2 separate regions of the Mus musculus genome follow, and region 1 is linked to region 2. Evidence: chromatin contacts called from public Micro-C data. All regions are on one chromosome and are shown on one strand. Each heading gives the region's core, a stretch centred on a gene start, on an enhancer-like site or on the middle of the called end of the contact. The rest is flanking DNA. Distances are from core to core; before and after follow the strand shown. Region 1 overlaps Robo1 (roundabout guidance receptor 1). Region 2 overlaps Robo1 (roundabout guidance receptor 1).

Region 1 (3,655 bases), core at 14-2,513, 170 kb before region 2:
TCCGGATCCTAACCATTCAAGGAAGAAAGGGGCAACGAATTGCAGCTGAGCCCATGGGGGAATGCAAAGCTTGCAGACAGTCAGGGGAAACTGAGCGTGGAAGGCAGCTGAGCGCACATCTCCTAGGAGAGACCTGGGTCTCTTCCCAACTATCTTCCCAGCGGATGGCACAGACACGCTGCACAGGGAAAGCCACAGAAGCTATGGTGAAGGTCTGATACCGCAAGTCTGGTTAGGTGCGAGACAAGCGCACTTACCACCATTTTCATTGACAACGGTTTAGCTTACTATATTGTATGGGAGATTTAATAATGGGTTTGCAGTCTCGTAAATACTAAAATGTTTCAGAGGAGACGAACAGCACAGTAAGAAGTGAACAGCCAATAGGGTCCAATGTTGTACTATTGGAGCGGGGGTGTCACGGAACTGTTTACTAAATTTATTTAACTCTACTCAGAAAAACTGCCTATTGCGAAAGAGGCCTTCTTATGTACAGATGTGTTTCTGTTTCAAACAGTAAAAGAAAATGCACTGTAAAGAACAATAAAATATTAAGATTTGAAAGGGACTATGGAACTAATTAATAGACTATTATATTTTGACATATGCAGTTTAGATGTTACAACCTAAAAAAAAAAAACAACAATAAAAAACCAACCAACCAACCAAACAAACAAACAGACAAAAAAACCCCAAACCAATACCAAACCAAAATGGAAAAAAAAAATCGAAAGTTTGCTAAATGATCAAATACCCCTGTCCCAGGATAGGAAAAAAGAAAAACCATGAATATTTAAAAAATAAAATTTGTGGAATTCAGAGAACCAAGATGAATGGAAGAAAGGATAGAAGGCTCAATCACTATTAAACATTTGTGCCACCTGGATGTCTGCATGCCCCACCTAAAAATTAAGTTTATAAATAAGGAAAATGGTGGGACACGATGGCACACACCTTTAATCCTAGCACTTGGAAGGCAGAGACAGGTGGATCTCTGTGAACCTGAGGCCAGTCTGGTCTTCATACTGAGTTCAGGACAGCCAAAGCTACACAGTGAGTCCCTTTCTGAGAACAAGCAAAACAAAACAGAACCAAACCAAAAATAAAGAAATGAGCAAGATCATAAAAAAATAACGACACTAGGATAACTCCTGACCCCGCCCTTTCCCCATTTCCCTATACCGTCATCCCAGTGCTGACTTATACCAAGCAGACAGTGCTAGGGAGAAAACATCCAGTCATTACAAGGCCATCTCAGGCACTTTATCTTTTCTCTCTGTTCTCTCCATGGCTGCTCTGCTAAAACACCAACTTCAAGGAGAGAGGGAAGCAGATGGAACAGGAAAAGAGAAATAAACCCTGGAGCAGTCTGAGTGCCTTCCCCTAGGGAAACCACAGCTCACATGACTTGGGGAAGACAGCACCCTCCCATCAGCCCAATCCAGGGCCTTATGCACACTAGGCAAGAACTCTATTACGTGTCTGAGTTGTCACACGGATGCCAAGGACTGGGCTCAGGCTCTCAAACTTGAGTGGCACACTCTTATATAGTGCTCTTTCTCTCCAGGCCCATACTGGTATTCCTGATGAATCCTATGTAATATTCCATATGTGTTCATTTCCATTAAAAGTTAAGGCTCAAGAATTGCTCAAGGATAGGGCCTACAGAGTCAGAATGGCATTGCGTGCCGACAAAACCCACACAACCTCTATCTGACAGCCACACAGCTGATATTCCTCGCAGAACCAAATGTTGCCAGGTTCATTGCCAGGTTTGTGCTATTGTCACGTAAGATGGTAAGAAAGGGATCTCATAGTCTTTATGTGTTTGTTTGTTTGTTTGTTTGGTTGGTTGGTTTTGGTTTTGCCTTAGGCATATCAAGATTCTTGAATTTCTTTTATTAGGATTGATTTTTCAGTCATTCATTCACCACGTGTTGTCACTGGTCTCCTCTGAGCAGACTAAGGAGTCAGGGCTGGGGTTAGAGCTCTTGGGTAAGGTATGATCTTGTGACTATGAGAGCCTGGGTTTGATTCACAGGTACAGTTCCAACCCAAATAAAACAGAATTTTAAGAGTCAACCTGCAAAGGTGGTGCTCACATCCAGGGCATTACGTAATTCATGGTCTGACCAGTTCAAAATACAGGGGGAAAGATGACTTGATTCTGACATATTGCTGAAAAATCCCAGTAAGGGTGAACTTTGTTCAATTGGCAAGCACACCATTCAATGAACACAGACAGATCTCAGAGTTGGTTTCAACTGGAGTCTGCGCACTTCACTGAACCCCAACGAACACCCCCTCCTTAAGCCAATCCACTCATCCCAGCCTTTTATAGCAATTTTTTTCAGACCATAATTCAAGTACCAGATTTTTTAATTTGCTCTATTAATTTTAATCTTGTTAGTGCTGGCTCATCATTCCGAGATGTCAGGATATATTTAATTGATCCTCTCATTTGGCTTCATTTGCTAATTTTTGTAGTGTTATGATAGCTGAATTTTCTATGAGCCTTCTTGATTCTTAGTTTAGACGCTGAAAGAAACACATGTTTGCTATGACTTAGGAAAAGTCATAATAATATTAATTGTTGTTAATAATTAGTAACAATCCTTGTCAACTCTAGGGAAGGGAGTTTAGTTAGCCCCATCTCATACTCGAGGAGATAGGATATTTAGGACTGATCAACTTGCTAAGCACCACATGGCTAGACTGAGGAGATGACAGGAAAATATCCTTTATTTCAAAATGGTATGTATATTTCTCTAGATAGTCTCCTGGTTGACATAGATTCATTTTCTTATACTGTTTTACTAACTATGCATCTGAAGGAGGCTGTTTTAGCCCAAAGAAAAGGAAAAACTATCTTCATAAAACATATGAACAACATTATCATTTGCAAATGAGACTAGCATTAAGTCGGTCAACAACACTGGCATTTAGATTCCACTGGACAGAGACAGAGGGTAGGTAGGTAGAAACTTCTACTTGGGGAGGGAAGTTTAAATTCAGTTAGAAGCTGCTGTAGTTTCTACATTCTTTACAAATGCATATCTGATATGGCAAACCTCACACTGCCTCGAGGCAGGCTCCAAGTCTATTAGAGCTCCTGAGCAGGTGACTCACACTAGCAAATACAGGCATCTGGGTGTGTTGAATTCAGTACACAAGGAACAGACATGGGTGTGTTCCGAGCCTCGGCTTTACTCTCTCCGTGATTTCAAAAGCAAAGAGTGCTCCCCAAACGACTATCTAGATGGACTCCAGGAGCTTATGAAACACTACTGTCCTCTGCTCGCCCATACAAAGAAGAAAATTGTTGAAGTCTTTCAGGCGCTCTGTGTGTAACTTGTTTCTCGCATTATAACTACTCCATGCTTTTTTTTTCTCTGGAAATGTTAACTCGGAGATAATGCTCTTGTGTGTGGGGAGACAATTTTACATTCCTAACCACCTCTAGAGTCACTCTTGCTAAGATAAAAGCAAGTGTATTTTAATTATAATGATATTAGGTTTAAAGAAAAGTTAAAGATGGATTCCAATAAGTATAACTTTTCCTTCAAGGAGAATACGAAAATAGCATTTTCCTTCAAGGAGAATATTAAAATAATAGAAAGATTAAGAGGGTAGACAGGAAATATAATCTATCAAA
Region 2 (3,365 bases), core at 616-3,115:
TATACATATTATACATACACATATACTTAAACATATACATATATATGCTTCAGGGAGTATAGAAGAGAATCTACCACTGCCAATTTCCTAAACCTGCATAGTTTTCGTCTGAATCAAGATACTTGGTTCGAATCCCCACAGGTAACTGCAGTTCTCATATCTCACTCAAGGAACCTTCTTCTTCCACAGCTGGAGACTGTAACAGAAATCCACAACAGCTCCAACTGCAGGGAAAAACTGACCATGAATGTCCAAAACCACATTGGACACCACAATCACAACTGTAAACGATCCTCAATGCCAACTCTACACCTAAGCTTAGGAAACACTCAGAAAGAGAGAGAGCAAGAGCGTCAATGCGAGAAGACCAAGCATTGGCTTGGAGATAGTGTTTTCCATACGTGACTGAGAAGCTGCACCAAGGCGATCTTTAACAGTATGGCTGCCTAAAGGCAGCCTGCATTGGCCAATACCAGTTGACATGCCATGGTGGATAGGGAGAATTTCATAAGACCCCATTCCTAGATGAAGCGCTAAGGGAATGCACCGGTGCTATGTGTAGGGGGGGGTGTCCTTTGGGGGTGGAAAGAGAAAACTAATTAATCAGAGACGAACACTTTGATAGGGTACACTATGTATTCAGCCCTAAACACATATACTTATGGGCATAATTGTGATTTTACTGTAGTCTGATTATTTTTTAATCTACTGCCTGATTATTTCTTTCATTTGCAAGGCTACTTAATCTCTCTCTCTCTGTCTCTCTGTCTCTCTGTCTCTCTCTCCCTCCCTTCATCTCCTCTCCTCTCCTCTCCTCTCCTCCTCTCTGCCCCCTCCCCCAATCTCTCTCTCTGTCTCCCCCTCTCCCTCCTCTCCCCACTGTGTGTGTTTTTACTGCTGCAGGTCTAATTTCAAGAAATACAGTTCTACATTGGCAATGATTAGTGAATTTGATTTTTTTCCTAATTGTTTTTCTTTTAACAATTCGTGTAAACAAAGCAAGTTAAATTTGGGATGTACTGTTCTTTCACATTGCTGAGTACCACAAAAGGAATTCTATGTGTGACAAAGTTCATAGCAAAGAAGAATTTGTAAAGGACTGTTTGTGTTTTTAAGTCTGGCTACTTAAAAATCTGACTGTGATGTGAGCCCTAAGCATTTCTATATCCACCTACCAAAAAAAAAAAAAGATAAATCCATCTGCCACTGTGATATTATGTTCCTGAAGCTCAGGTATATTAAAAACAGAACAAGAATGAAAAAGGAGCCATCTCCATTTGGTTTAAATTCATGATCCATCAATTTTGGACACAAGTGATTTTCTTTGTCATTTGCTATGCTATGGACAATATGAGATTTTTTAGGTAAGTTTACATCTCTCTGGACCACATTTTATTGCAACTCTTTTTATTTTTATTATTATTATTTTTTTTTTTTTACGCTGTGAGCAAAGTTCGCTGGGCTCTCACTGTTGCCTGAGATTTGTGATTACCTGTCGCTGAGCCTGGGGAATTTCCTGACTTTTAAAACATGCACAGTTCTACGACTACTCCTTGTCCGGGTGCACACTCTCTGATTCTTCACAGACCATCCCCCACCTGATATTCTAGTAAGAAGACCCAGTCCTGGGGGACCCACAGACAACCTTCCCAGAGCCTGCTGTGCGCTCAGATAAGGAAGCGAGTCCAAACTAGACTGAGTTTTGGGGGATGGCACGATGTCTGGTTTGATGAATCTCGTCTGGTCTTTCTAACCCTGCTCTTGTTTCAACTTCCTCTGCTGCAATCCAAATCTACTCTGGAACCGTAGAAGGCTGCATCGGGACAAAAGAAATATTTTTTATTGGTATGAGGCGTATGACCTTTGCTCTGATGTTTGCTATTTGGGAAGGTTTAGTTTCATTTCTTAACAAGGTCCTGCCGACAAGACCCAGAGGTTATATTAAAACAGAACAATGTGGGACAAATTCTGTTTAGCATCAAATACAGCCTTTAGCAGTGGAAACGGGGGAGTACTGACCGTTCAAATGCAGGGAAGTTTCCAAGTTGTAATGCCAGACATTATCAGTAAACTCCCCAGACAAATGAAGCCCTCTGTCCTCCCTAAACCTTAATTAATTCAATAGCTAGAGTGTAAGAGGCTCAGAAATGCCCAGGACTTTGGGAATTCCAAATCACCTCTTTTTCACTTCAGAATCTAAACTAGACCATTATTTAAAATCTGGGGTGAAGAAGGTTTTGAGCGGAGGCATCTTCACGGGACTTCTAATTGAAGATTCGATTCCAAATTTTGAAATCAAATCATTGAGATTCTATTTGCATTTTCATCTCCAAAGAAACAGTGGAGCCTTTTTACTGCTGAATATGGGGGGAAAGGCCTATAGAGAACAAGATTGACCTGACTCTGTGATTTCCTCAGTTTCCCTTTATTAGATAAGTATTAAAACACTAACATCCTCCTGCATCTACTTGAAATCATCCCCCCCCAAAAAAACAGTCTGAAGGGAAATATTGAATATTCGCCTCATCTCTATATATCAAACTGCTAAGTTGAAGACTCTAAATCAGTCAGCCTGTCTTGTCTTCCTCGCAGGCCCCACCTCCTACTCTCCAAGGGAACTCAGGTAGCTTCGAGGAGAAGGGATTTATTGTGCCACTGTCTTTACAGCTCCCTCTGGAGATATCCAATTTTATACTATCTTTTGCTTTGAAAAGAAAATAGATGAGCTGGCTAAACTGTTAGATCTTCCTTCTGGATTCTCCACAGACGTCAGCCCAAGGAACTGAAATCCTAGCTGAAACAAACATCAAAGGCCAAGATTCCAGTCTTTAGGAAGAGTGATAGTCTTAGGAAAGTGTTTTACAACTTGTAATATGCTCGGGGCCAAAGGAACCTCTTCTAACAATGAATTGAATTAAAGAGTTAAATATATCCCTAATGCTGAAGGCAGGTAATGGGCACAATACGAGCATAAGAAAAGAGTCATTCCTCAAAAATGTATAGTTACAATCATGCATATTTCTGAGATGGGTTAGGCAATGCCTTCCAGGATAGAAAAGATAAAACACAAGCCTTCTCAGATGACGCTCTTTTCACTTCATTTCCAATGTTGGAAAGGAAATGAGTTAAACTATGACATCCACTTAGGCCTGGCAAACACTGCATTCATTGAGTTGTAGCGATGTTAAGAAAAATGACTTACAGCTACTAAAAGAGTTGTAACAAGGAACTAGCACACAAAAGGCAGTCAACAAACGAACGGGCCATTGCTCATTAAAACTCATCACAATGTTAGGCTCCGTGGCACATGCCTTTCTTTAATCCCAGCACTCAGGAGGCTGAGGCAGGTTTCTAGGAGTTCAAGA

The links. A called contact is a pair of places that touch in the nucleus more often than the background predicts.
Region 1: a contact with region 2 is called in a Micro-C map of granulosa cells, with 2.3 times the contacts expected there. The contact joins two enhancer-like sites. A contact is called at or near these places in 10 of 484 Hi-C or Micro-C datasets (Sertoli cells, adipose-derived mesenchymal stem cells, cerebellar granule neurons and 7 more), 1 of 115 datasets of contacts at active chromatin or transcription factors (fibro-adipogenic progenitors) and 1 of 9 other capture datasets (pancreatic islet).

What each region holds. Positions count from the first base shown.
Region 1 is chr16:72,973,354-72,977,008 of GRCm38.p6, reverse strand. The region is part of intron 12 of Robo1 (roundabout guidance receptor 1); the gene reads right to left. Among named protein-coding and RNA genes, the nearest start is that of Gm52247, 16 kb to the right of the region's middle. Within about 2 kb of position 1,263, at least 6 of the 459 cell types and tissues checked have an H3K27ac peak or open chromatin away from gene starts, as enhancers often do. A contact at or near this core is called in granulosa cells, where this site is marked.
Region 2 is chr16:72,806,866-72,810,230 of GRCm38.p6, reverse strand. The region is part of intron 2 of Robo1 (roundabout guidance receptor 1); the gene reads right to left. Among named protein-coding and RNA genes, the nearest start is that of Gm52248, 71 kb to the left of the region's middle. Within about 2 kb of position 1,865, at least 34 of the 459 cell types and tissues checked have an H3K27ac peak or open chromatin away from gene starts, as enhancers often do. A contact at or near this core is called in granulosa cells, where this site is marked.